2 separate regions of the Danio rerio genome follow, and region 1 is linked to region 2. A link is a contact called in public Hi-C data. All regions are on one chromosome and are shown on one strand. The core of a region is the stretch at or near the end of the contact, and the rest is flanking DNA. Distances in the headings are between cores, read along the strand shown. Region 1 holds the start of mrps14 (mitochondrial ribosomal protein S14). Region 2 overlaps tnr (tenascin R (restrictin, janusin)).

Region 1 (7,138 bases), core at 4,551-7,050, 140 kb before region 2:
AGTATGTAACTAAAAGGTCTATATTGGTATCTTGCCTAAAATGTAAATATTAGTCACAAAAAAAGTACAAAAACAATTTGATCTGGAGAGTTAAACACTTATAAATTCTTTTTAAACATTTTTTCAGATTTTTATTTTTAGCTAACTGATTAATCCACATCGGAAGAATTAACCCCTGGTGGTTTGAAATGCCGCGGGCATAGCCAAAAGTACCTATGTATGTCTGTGATCACAATATATATTATTAACATACATACCATAATTGTTAATTTTGACTGTGTATCCTTTGACTGTTGTTTCAGTTTTGTCTCCCGACTCTTTCTTTTCTTGCTGCTGTTTCTGCTGCCGTTTCTGTGCTAGCTCTTTCTCGATCTTCTTCTGCTCTTGTGTTAATATGTCTCGCACACGCTGTCGTTCACACTTCTCCTGCAGACTCGTGATCTCCTTAAGATCACTCTCGAGACCTGCGATCTGCAGAAACAAGACAAATTTGACATCAGTTTTCATTTCAGCACAGGCGAGCTCAAGAGAGAGTCGTCTACGGCAAACTCTTTTATGGTTGCTCGTTCCAATGCTATGTGCTCTTAATATCAACAATTACTTTTCATTTGTTAAATGCCGATTCTTTACAATAGGAAAACTACTCTACTAGTAACAATAACAATGTTGTTTCATATTACAATTTGTCAATTCTTCATTTCAACAATTGAATCTGAATAGAAGTGGCTTAGTGCAGTGGTTAACAATGTCGCCTCACAGCAAGAATGTCGCTATTTCGAGTACCGGCTGGGCCAGTAAGCATTTCTGTGTGGAGTTTGCATGTTCTTTCTGTGTTGGTGTGGGTTTCCTCCGAGTGCTCCAGTGTACCCCCCAGTCCAAAGACATCCACTTTTGTTGAATTGAATAAACTAAATTGTCCGTAGTGCATTAGTGTGTGTGTGTGTGTGTGTGTGTGTGTATGTGTGTGTGTATTGATATCTTCCAATAACTGGGTTACGACAGGAAAACATACGCTGGAGTAGTTGACGGTTCATTCCGATGTGGTGACTTCTGAAATAGAGACTAATCCATAGGAAATTTTAAGAATAAATCTGAATAGGAGCCTAAATGATGTCATTTAACTAGTGGAAATACAGTTCTTGGTATCAGGAATGACATTTTTTTTATTAGTTGAAACTAAAATCTTTTTACATTTTTATTTATTTATTTAAATATTTGAAACTAAAATAAAAATAAGACATCTGCGAGAGATGACGTCATTGTTGCCATGAAGAATTTATATTTTAGCGGAAATGCAATTACTTATATTAAAAACATGAAATTGAAACTAGTAACGTTAGTAATCTAATTCATGATATGGAGAATCAGCATTTGAACAAGTGGAAATTGAACTGATGTTACGTTACAGAGAAATGATGAATCAAATAATAATAAAAAAACTGCTCTTCGTATCTTATAATCCACAGCGTATTCACAGAGCATCCAATAAATCATCAGGGTAAACCATCAGTTCCATTCACATTCATAAGCTAAGTTACTTAATGCCACTAACGTTATGCGGTTTAATGTGAAACAGTAACGTAAACCCTACAGGACTGCTAATACTCTACTAAAATGAGTAAAACACTGAGAAGCGACCGTTTACCAGTTCATTGATGTCCATTGCTGTCTTGGAAAAACTTCTGTATACTAATTATCTTAAATAGTTTTCCTGAAGTGATGAAAATGAACTTTGCATTCAACCGGCGCTGCGAGTCCGCAGATATGCGTGAAGCGCTGTTTCTAGAAGAATTCCTATTTCCGCATTTTGACAAAATAAAAGTCCTTATTTTAGTGAATCACCAGCGGACAACGAAATATATATTTACAATAACAGTATTAAAATCAATAAAAATGTAACAAACTCTATTTGATAATGTAATTTTATGAATTACAGTGTTACAAGTTTCACACCTACTGTATCACAAAACAAGATTCTTAGCGTAATGTACAATGTAGCGTAGTGGGCAATATGGAAGGCAAAATAACACAGCAGGCAATATTTAAAGTTAATCAAAAAAGTTTTCAAAATTTTCTATATTTTAGAAAATCTAATGATCTAAAATATACAGTAATCGGTCCATAATAGTATTTGAAAAAATATTTACTTAATAAATTATATTAAGTTAGATTACATAATTTCTAATAATTTAGAAATTATGTAATCTAACTTAAAATTTATTAAGTAAATAATTTTGCAAATACTATAATAGACCAATTACTGTATAATTTAAATAATTAGATTTTGTATACCTAAAACAAGAATGGGTGTTATTGAGCAGCGTTAAGTCAACTTCAAAAATCATCCACTACGAATAATAAAATCTTTAATTCATTAAAAAAAGTTTTTTGTATAAAAATCGAATTATCTAAAATATACAGAAATTGGTCCATTTTAGTATTCGCAAAATTATTTAATAAATTTTATTTTTTATTAGACGACATAATTTCTATTTAATACTGTACTCAGTTCTTTCATTTATATTTTCTTAATAGCATTTGCTAATAATTTTAATATATTTGTGTTTATTTATAGATTTCTTTCATTTGGATTATACATACATTTATTCAAACCTCACTAATAAATAATTTTGTGTTAATTATTATTATTATTTGAATTAAAATGTTTACTTGTTTGGGTTATGGGTTTATATGAATGAGAATTTACCTTAATTAAACTTTTAACTAATAACTTCAACCATATTTTTAAGAATTTGAAACATTTGAAACATGTCCGGACATCCCTTTGATTAACTGAAGCTTCGTATTAGCGAACGCTTGCTCAATATAAGTAAATAAGTGTGAGTGCAAAAATTAGTGATTGAATTTGTATTTTAAAAATCATTAAATTATTTAAAACTCTTTATATAGCTGAAATGTAACTTTTTATATATACTTTTTGTATTTTTATTTTATTATGCCAAATTAGTAAAAGATTATTTTTGTATTACACAAATACAGAAACAGTAACAATAGAATCTAATACTCTTGAACTTTAAATAAACTCACAAAACAAAACACATTACACCTTTTTTATTGTATCAACAATAACATAACATATTACATTTGCCATCAATCTCTAAGACAAAAAAAAATCATCAATATAAATTTCAAATCAATTCAGCAGAGAAATAACACATCATTTGAGTAGATGCTTGATGAATTTCCTGCTCCGTCTTTTCATGTAATATGAATATCTCCTCTTTCAAGGGCATACCAAGCTCAAGTTCATTCATAGGTTGAAAAGCTCACACACTGAATGACAATGATGTAGAACAAACACAATGTCATGGCTGATCACCACATTGATCTCTGTACTCCAGACATCTGGCTGTGGTCTGCTAAATCACGAAAAACTATTCGGCTAAGACGCCATCTGCGTTTCACTGCACGTGGACGTGAGGTCAGCACACACCTGTTGCGAATGCGCACGGGACAACTGTCTCGAGGAAGAGCAGCGATTTCTTTATCTGCTATTTCCTAAGAGCAAAAACATAACAAACATGGACAGCATTATTATTATTATTATTATTTTAAATACACTTCATTCTTCTGTTAACGATAATGACTCTATAAATAGGTTTCAATTACTGCAAAATAAAAACGTGTTCATGTTATTTGAAAGCTGTACATGAAAAACAATAATGATGAACCATAAATCTCCACTGAACTGAAATTGCAAGACTCTGAATGTACCTGTAGCTCTTTTGGCAAAATAGTATTCTTCCTAATGGCATTGATGCGCAGTCGTGTATCTGCATATTCGAAAGCCATCTGTCGTCTTTTCACATCCCTCAACATCCTCCAGTCGACATAGTAGCTCCTGACCTGCTCCATCACTGCAACTGGACTTCTGCAGGCCTGAAGGACATCAGATATTTTATATTTATAGACAGATTTTTGAAATACAAATTGTCAAAAGATTATAATTGCTGTACATAATACTTAAGGTGGTATATTTAATGTTCACATGCATAAATTAACTTCACAAGGTAGATAACAAAAGTTAATAACATGTATACAAATCCCCATAGTAAAATTACATTAGTTAATACTTCTAGAATGTAGCAATTCAGTCTTTACATATGCAGTTTTAATATTTTATTATTACACAAATAGTATACTATTATACAAAATATTGTAAACACACACACACACACAACAACAAATTATACACATTTTAAAAATTGTAAATATGTTAGAGCTCCACAATATATTGTTTCAGCATCAATATCGCAATGTGATTATTCACAATAGTCAATGTTGAGTGAGTCTATATATAATAATTTTCATGTGTTTTTGAGGCCTGTGATTGTATGACTATGAAAGGATTCATGGCTAAGAATCTGTACTGTTTATAACGTAATAATGATTACTTGTATTGAATTATTTTTATATTTATTGTTCAATTACTGTACCCAGGGTTTCTACAGGTTTCATCAAGTCAAATTTAAGACTTTTTAAGACCTTTTAAAGACTATTTTAAGACCATAATAAATGAAATTTCAGACTTACACAAGGCTAAAAGCTAAAGATTTTTTAAATGGTCAAGGTAAAACCTTAAAAAAGCATTAAAAACAAATGTTACTGAAAGGAAGATAATTAATCCATATTAAGAAGTAAATAGAGTTAATAAACAAACGTTTCTTAAAACTTTTATTGAAGTATATTAAGGATTGGATGGATGTTGACACAATTGGGTATAGCTGTACATAACAAAAATATTAAGACCATTTTAAAATGATTTAAGTCCTACAACACAATATTTCAGGGCATTTGAGAATTTTTAAGGCCTAAAATTTGGTTTTTGAAATGTAAGACATTTTAAGACCTCGCAGAAACATTGTATGCCTGTTGCCTGAAGACTGTTAGACTCTGAAAATGCTAAAACATTGTTTATGTCAATTGTATCTTGTATTTTTTAGTTGCATTGATCTTTGCTTGTAGGTTGTTAATTATATTTTAGTCAGATGCACTTCTCATCTCAACCGATCTAAAATGACTAATCCTTTCCAAATAGAGAAATTCAAGTCATCTGCTGAAAATCGTATCGCGATATATATTGCAGAATAACAAAAATTGCAATGACAGATTTTTCCAATATTGTACAGCTCTACAAATTGTCCATCTTTTTGTTTACATATACTCTATGTAAGTATAAATACTATAGTAACATATAGTAAACACTATGTTTTAAACACTACCAGGAAAGTATGTGAACTAATGCATGGTGGTAATTCTATAGATGCTGTGATAATACAACTAACACAAGATAAAACAACTGTATTAAAATTTCTACAACTAGGTATATCATACTACAATACCACAGTTCACCATAATAAAAGTATATTACAGAATTTATTACAGACTTACATATTTGTATTGGTTAGACATAAAATTAATACATTAAACTGTTCTCAATATTTAACAGGGTTTATATACATGTTTAGTTTCATGTAATGTGTAAACAACTATAACATTTCAATACAAGTATTTATGGGTAGCCCTTACAAAACGACAACTAAATTAAAACAAATTACATGACGTACAAATGTCACCAGAATGATTCGGTTAGACATGTATGCCTCCTAACCATATCGCATTCTAAACCACAATATAATTGAAACACAAATACCACGTGTCTAAATTTACAAATGTGCATCTTCAAAGATTACTTACTTGTCTACTGAATGACAAGGACGAGTGCAGAAAGCCCATGCCCGTGTTGAGGAGCTTCCACGCCGCCATGTTGATCTGCACTGGCAGTGGCAGATTGTAGGGTTAGGACTGAAAAGAGTTTATCATTACTGCCATCTGCTGGTTATATCAACGTTCATCCAAGCATTTGTCAACGATGATAAACAGTGCTAAACTAGTTGAAAATATTGAGACTTTGTCGTTATATATCATGTCAATCACATTTTTTTTTGTCATGATGAATAACATTTAAACTGTGATTATTGTCCAGGAAACTGTAGCTCCGTATCTAGAATCTTCTGGACCAGGGGTGCCCAAACTCGGTCCTGGATGGTCCTGCAAAGTTTAGTTCCAAATAGTTTACACATCTGGGCTAGCTAATCAAGCTCTTACTAGGCATTCTAGAAACACCCTTGCAGATGTGTTGAGGCGAGCTAAACTCTTCCCTTCAGAAACGAGTTTGGACACCCTTGTTCTAGACCAATCCATAAGCATAGCACTGAGCAAAAACAGATTCACGAGAAAAAAGATTCATAAATTATTCAGAGAGCATGAAAATTAAGAAAGTTAATAATGATTAAAAAAGTTAATGTTAATAAATTATGTAATTGCGGAACACAACCACACGATGGCAGAATTGACCTTTACTCAACTATACTTTAATAAATTAAAAATCCTGAAACTACTTTTATTTCTTTACACGCCTATTTCACTGGACCATAATGGGCTACAACAATGGGTAGGATTGTTTTTATGAACATAATAAAAAAGAGCTTGGCAAAACTAACTTTAAAACTAAAACTAACCTTTTTACAATATGTTAATATAGGCCTAACCATACCTGCAGGTTGTAAATACTCTTTTTTCCCGAGAGTAAAACAATAATAATACAATGTAAATTAACATTTGATCTTCAGTCATTTTATCTAATAATAATAATAAAAAAAACTAAAATAGCAGGTCATTTGCAGAAAACGTCCTCTTATGCACTCAAAAATTATTTCTGCTGCGTTTTCAAACTACCTGTTTTAAATGAGCTGAAATTACATAATTCTAGTAATTTCTTTGGCTAATTTCTTTGTTTTATGTTCAGTCCAGTTACATTTGTGAACCATTAAGTTGATTTTAGCGTTTTGTGTTGGAACAACATGAAGAAATTGTATTGGTCCAACTACCTGGTTAGGGGATTTGTAGTTCTTTGCGTGGGATTGAATTAATAGAAACAAATTTTAATAATAAAAATAATCTTAGGTGTTTAAAGTTTATAGACAAAATTGTTATAATCTACACTTCACCTTAGTTTGAAGATTTAGAATATTTTCACCTTTCATCTAATTTTGAGATTAGCACCTTGCAGAAGCACCCCATATTAACAAAAATCAGGTTGTTGCTTTGCTCAGTG
Region 2 (6,774 bases), core at 2,203-4,702:
CACTTTTCCAAATGATCAACAAGAAGTCAATTTATTATTTGTTGCTCTTACAACTGAGACAAGACTTTTGTCATGCAGTGTATATAATCAATAGTATTAATATACTCTAATCAATAATATTACTATTCAAATCAATACAATTATTAATACATGTCATGCACTAAAAATATGCAAAATAGTAATTTCAATGAGCTTTAGTTTTTCTAACCAGTTTGAAAATTGGTCTAAACTGCTGATTTGCACAACGGGCAGCTCTATAACAAGCTATTTTGTGTATATCATGCCAGATGTTCAGCACAAAACAGACAGGTTCAGATCTCTCACTCACTATCCAGCCGCCTCCATCAGTGGTCATGTCACAGTAAACCTGCACGCCTTGACTGAGGTCTCGGTTGACGTAGATAGTGTAGATCCCACCTAGAGTCTCGCCGTTTAGGAGGTGTTGCGCGCAGTTCTGTGGCGTTGGAAACAATCGGTTTCCTGTGGAAGAAAAAGGGTTGAGAAATATTCAAAACAACACAGCCAAACAAAGTGAGGGGCCACTGGGAGGTTAATGAGAGGTGATTTGCGACCACAATGAAGTGTGAAAGTGTTGGTGTTATGCAATACTATATTTGGAAGAAGGTTGCTTGTAAAGTCACAGAAACACAGGGCACTAAATGAGCGATGTGCATAGATGCGCTGAAGGTGTCACAACTGATTTGTACTTTATGCTGTTGATGTGGTGATATTGTGTACTGGAATGTAATGGGGTGAATGAACCTAATTTGAAGTTTACAGGAGATGTGGGATATCTGCACCTGCTGTAAAAGATTTGATGACAATGGAGCTGGTCTCCTTGTTTTGCATTAGTAATTTACATATTTATTTCTAGTTGGAAACTAATCCTAAACTATTTAAAACCATTATATGGTTTTTAAAGATGAAAGTTTATAAAATTATGAAAATTAGCTTTTCATTTATCAATCCTATATAGGATATAGGAAAACTTTTTATGTTAAGAAATATTTTAGGCAATATTGGTTGACACATAAACAGGGTTTTGGAGCTTAAAATTATTATAGTTTAACTACTGAATGTATTGAACTGAATGTCTTTAGTTCCTTTCTGGGATTTTAGTGTCTTAGGACCATTGCTGTCTATGCAGAATAAGGGATGTCTCAGATTTAATCAAAATTTTTGACGTCATAAGGGTGAGTAATAAATATTAACAGAATTCTAAATATTTGGGTGATCTAACCATTTAACAGTTATACTTTTATAATAAAAAAACATGGCAAACTACAGGCAGAACTAAATTAATACCTATGGCTCCTAATGATATGGTATGGAGGGAAATTATGGTTCTGTGCAAGACACCGAACAATATTCACAACTTTATTACATTTAATCTGCAACCTCTGGTACCTCACAGATATTTTTGGTTCATAACACCTCAATATTCTGTTAAAATTCACAGATATTCATTTTAATTGTTCTGTATGTTTTTCATGTCATCAAATTGCCAGCTGACAGTGACTTGCATGTTATGAATAACCAAGAGCTACAGATTCAGCAAAAAAATGTTATTGTTGGCATGGCGAAGAGTTAGTACTCAATTAAATTTTTTGACATAACTATTTAGTATTTTTTACTAAATGTACTGTTTACTACAGTATTGCTATAGTATTGAATATACTATTTAGATCAGGGGTGCCCAAACTGGAGGGCTGGTGTCTTGCAAAGTTTAATTCCATCCCCAAATAGAAACACCTGAAGCAGCTAATCAAACTCTTTGTATGTATACTAGAAACTTCCAGGCAGCTGTGCTGTAGGAATTTGGAGCTAAACTATGCAGTACACTGGCCCTCCAGGTCTGAGTTTGTGCACCCCTAATTGATATATTTCCGCCAATACTGCATATTCTGTTATAATTTAGTCTTTGTTTAACTTTGTTTGAGTTTCTTTTTACAAAAAAATATTGGAAACCGGTAACCATTAACTTCCATGATAATAGTTTTTTCCCCACTATGGAAGTCAATGGTTACAGGTTTCTGCCATTTTTCAAAAATATATTATTTTGTGTACAACAGAAAAAACACTAAACCTCAATGTTTTGGAACCACTTGAGAGTCAGTAAGCCCTGAGTACATTTTAATTTTTAGGTGAACTATCCCTTTAAGTCAAACAGTAAAATTGTAAGTCTGACAAAGAAACATCCTTAGTAGAAAATGTATCAGTTCCACTTTTGTATTTTTCCAAACTTTCATGTGGTTTTAGGTGAAGTTCCTTGATGGTCTTACTATTGATTTATACCTTATAGGCCAATAATGTGCATTTGCACCTAATGAAGTGAATGAACCCCGTTTAAAGTTTACAGGAGATGTGAAGGATTCACACCTGTTGTGAAAGATGTAGAAACAATAGCACTGGTTTCTAATCCTCTGGCGGCTTGCAGTCTCACAGTATATTCGGTGGTCTCCGCCAGCCCCTCGAGACGAATCCATGTGTCTTCCGCATCTAAGATCAGCTCCTAAAACACCACCAGACACAGATAAAATCCGCAGGGATAACTACATTAGCTTTTGCTCAAACACCGTAGACCAAAACTAAACAATGAAACCGCTCTGTGGCAGAAAGCAGTTTTGTGGAAAACATGCCTGATGTAGTACAAAGAAAAGCAGCTCTTAGCATTGTGGGGAGGAAAGATATTCCTCATAAACAAGCAGAAAACAGATCACAATCACTTTAGGAACTGCCTGACAAATTGTTGTGATCCCAAGTTGCTTACTGTTGGGTGCTTTTCATACAATACTGCATTTCCTCCCAGTGTTTTTCTTCCATATGATTGGCAGGTCTAAAACCCATGATGGGGGAGGAAGAGTCTTATCAGGCTCTGGTGCTGCTGGGAAGAGATGGCGTTTCTATTTTGGTCTTTGACACTTGACACTTCACTTCCTTTCTTTTGTTTTTTTTTTTATTTTGAAAAATGCACTTTTATCAAACTAATCTGCCACACATTTATACCCAGATCTTATACTAAAAGGGTTCAGACAGGACTTGGATGGATGGTTCCACATGTGACAGCCTTGAGCAGCATGAAATAAGAAAGATTTGATTTAATATTCATGCTTTTTTAATCAAAGTCACACATGTAATGTGAATTATGCAGCAGAGAAGTGTAACATAAAGGTTGCTTAGTATGCAGAGGACATTGAACATGTAATTGTATTAGTGGAGCTGCAGTCAGTAGCTTACAGTTCAGTATGTTCTCCATTCCTACACAGAACTGGGTTGAGGGCCACACATTGTGGATGTAGATGCCGCATTATTATTTTCGGCACAGTAAGCCTTGGAAAAACTCCCAAATTGTGTGCTATTATCAAAACTCTCAGCCTTAGGATGCCGACCACGCTCTAATGGATAAAGAAAGCTTTTATGTCTAAGATGCACCAGCAGGGTTTAATATCATCTGTGCACCACTGACACCCACTGGACGAATACAAACACTAAAAACAGCAGGCTACTGGGTCAGAGCATTCATTTCGTGCATTGATTGTGTGTGTTTGTGTGTCTGTGTAACAACATAAATCTAAAAATTAGAATCCATAACCTCTTGTATTTCCAAGAAATCCATTGATGCATTTTCCCCATCAGGGTGTTAAATAGATGTTCAAAACAGATTATAGGAGAGTGATCATGCATTTAATGTAATAATTTGAAGAGTTAAAAGATACTGTATAAATCATTTCAGAAAAAAATGATTCAGAAACATCTTTAATGGATATACCATGTCGGCAATGACTTTGTTAAATGATTAATATTTATTAATGAGCAAACATTAAACAATTGAATTAAACCAGGCTTTTCTGACAGATCTAATTGTTCCTTTACATGGCTGAACTGTGTTGAATGCCGTTTACGCTAGACTGGAACGGGTATTCCAGGAATGCAATGAACAGAAATGTGAACATCAGGTAAGATTCAAAAGATTTTTATGTTTAGTATTAATGTTTAACACTTATGAGCTGTATGCATTGTTCAGTGTTGAATCCATGTTAAGCTTACCTTTCGACTGCCATCCGCTGCTTTGTAGGTCAGCATGTAATTGTCGATGTCTGCGATGGGTGGCTGCCAGGATATGAGGGCACTTCGATGGTTAATCTCACTAGCTGTCAGGTTCTGGGGAGCATCCATGGCTGTTTAAACAAAGAGCAGAGTGTCAAAGCAAATGTGGAGGATCTTCAATATACAGACCAAACACATTGGTTTTACAGTAAGTCTCAATAGCTGGTTTGGCAGCAAATACACAGTCTTCAATTTCCTTCTGATTTGATTAGTACTGACCACAGTTTTTTTTGTTTACAATTAGTGCTGGGCAACGATTTATCATGAATTATCAAATCCAAAATACAAGTCTTCGTTTACATAATATATGTACCATTCTATTTACAGTAAAAATTAACCATTATTTACAGTTATCTAGTAATATTTATGTAATGTACTTATGTTTGAATGGCACAAATACAGTACCAATGTTTTTGAAAGAAGCCTTGTCTCAACAAGGCTGCATTTATTTGATCAAATCAAATAAAGTATGCTAAATAAAATACATTTTATAGACTCTTTATAAATAAATCTCTTATACTCAAAGCTGCATTTATTCCATTAAAATGTGGTCAAAACACTGATGCTTGATAATATGTAATAATGTTTACATTAGAAAATATCTAAAGTGGATCATCACCTTTCAATAAAGTTGTCCTAAAACCATTCAACAACACCAATTCTTGACTTAAGACAATTTGGAAAACTACTGACTACTGTTTAGCATTACTATGATAAAATAAAGAAATCGAAAAACTGTTAACCTATACAAAAATTAAACCAACATTCTTTTATTTAAAAAAAAAGAATAAAAATGAAATACATAAACAAGCCAAATTCAAGAAAACAGGGTACCCGCAGGGTCTTAAAAAGTCTTCAAATTTCTTAAATCTCCAAAGCTAAACTTTAAGCCTTAAAAAGTCTTAAATCTACTGAAATATTTTAAATGAAATCATTATTATTGTAGACGGAAGTAATTGATAGTTATGTTTTGTTCTATTCTAGGTAAGGGTTTTAGGGTTTGTGAATAGATATAATTGAAAATTAAATAAAAACAATATTCAAACAAAATTATTAATATTGTATTATTAAATGTACTACATTTTCATCATTTTTTGATGGGGCTATTGAAATTTTTTTTTAACTGGTATATTTGAAAAACAATCCTTAGCATTTAGCCTTGTATCGGTCTAAAATTTAATTCATATGATCTTAAAATGTCTTAAAAAGTCTTAAATTTAACTTGTTAAAGCCAGCAGAAAAGTTGGGATGCTTTTTTAAATGCAGTTGAAATTTTGTTTAATTGACAAAAGTCTAAAGAAAATATTTGATTTTGTTTACTGTGAGCAAATTATTTGTAATCAGGAAATATAACGCATTTTTGCTTTGATGCCTGCAACACACTCCAAGAAAGTTAAGACAGAGGCAAATTAATAGTGAAAAGGTCATAGAATTTCCAAAGCAGCTCATAACAAGCAGGTGAATTGGTGAAATACAGTAGAAGGGTTTCATGGTTGGTTATATGAGCAAGTAAAGCAGGGTCATGGCTCATTAATATGTGCCAAACGCCAGGTGAGAATTGTCAATCAATTATTAATGCAAAATCCCGACAATGTATGTCTTTTAAATTGATTTGACATTCAGGAAAAAACACAGACGAAATCCTGAGAAATCTCAATCTGTATAGAGCAAGAAACCCTAAGCTGAATGTGCTCCAACTTTAAGCAACATGAGCTTAGAAGAACTTCAGCAAAAAAACACTGCAGTCTACTGCTGCATCAAGAAATGACACATGACTTGTTGTTCATGGTGAAAGATGTACATCAGTTGTGTACAGTAGCAATGCTTCTGGTCCTCCAGGCTAGGGCTGATCTCAGATCACAATGCAGTGGAGATGTGTTCTGGACTCAGAAGAGTCCATGTGTCAGCTTTTTTCTGGAAAACAGACATTGAGATTCTAGTCTCAATGTTCAGAGAGACCATCCAGAATTTCATGAGTGACAGATGCAAAAGCAAACATCTGTCATGGTTCAGGGAACAGCAGTGCAATCGACAATATGAAAGCATATTGGTAGAATACAGAGTGATATACGGCCATCAAGATGACGTCTTTCATGGAAAGGTTATGGTTATTAGATCAAGTCTTATTCTGCATGTGCTACAACAGTATGGTTTTGTAAACAGAGTGAATGTGCTTGACTGGCCTTCCTGCAGTCCAGATCTGTGTCCTGTTGAAAATGTATGGCGTATCAAGGGAAAAACAGATAATGATGATCACGGAGTATTGAGCATTTGGAGATTTGTTATGTGTTTTGTATTATTATTTTTTTAATTATTATTTTTTCGGGGTTTTTGCCTTTATTTGATAGAACAGTAGAGAATATGGGGAGCAGAAAGTAGGGATGGAAGGGTAGGATCGCCAAAAGACTGCAAGACAGGAATCGAACTTGGGTGGCCGTGAGCACCGGCGTGCATGTGTTTATGCACTAACCACTACACCAATGGCGCTGACTGAAATTTTATATTAAGGCAGATTGGGCAAAATATTTTGGTTGTAAAAGTTTCTGTATGTCACAAATCACCAGTGATCTAATCCATAAGCCGAGTAATCGGCACGACCCACGGCGCATGCCTTGCGGGTTGCCATGCATTATAACTTTTGCACGTTGTTTGTGTTGCTCTACAATA

What was found. A called contact is a pair of places that touch in the nucleus more often than the background predicts.
Region 1: a contact with region 2 is called in a Hi-C map of hematopoietic stem cells, with 5 times the contacts expected there. The contact joins the promoter of mrps14 here to the enhancer-like site in region 2. A contact is called at or near these places in 2 of 18 Hi-C or Micro-C datasets (hematopoietic stem cells and an unstated tissue).

The regions. Positions count from the first base shown.
Region 1 is chr2:38,565,771-38,572,908 of GRCz12tu, reverse strand. It overlaps mrps14 (mitochondrial ribosomal protein S14), which reads right to left and starts at 5,800. Exons shown (of 3, transcript NM_001045358.1): 1 at 5,719-5,800; 2 at 3,736-3,900; 3 at 3,058-3,519. The coding sequence starts at 5,787. The coding sequence ends at 3,337. cacybp (calcyclin binding protein) reads right to left here and starts at 1,736. Exons shown (of 6, transcript NM_212887.1): 1 at 1,646-1,736; 2 at 258-471. The coding sequence starts at 1,663.
Region 2 is chr2:38,423,724-38,430,497 of GRCz12tu, reverse strand. tnr (tenascin R (restrictin, janusin)) reads right to left here. Exons shown (of 24, transcript NM_194383.1): 18 at 4,048-4,178; 19 at 2,380-2,512; 20 at 329-480. Among named protein-coding and RNA genes, the nearest start is that of kiaa0040, 37 kb to the left of the region's middle. Within about 2 kb of position 3,452, at least 4 of the 62 cell types and tissues checked have an H3K27ac peak or open chromatin away from gene starts, as enhancers often do.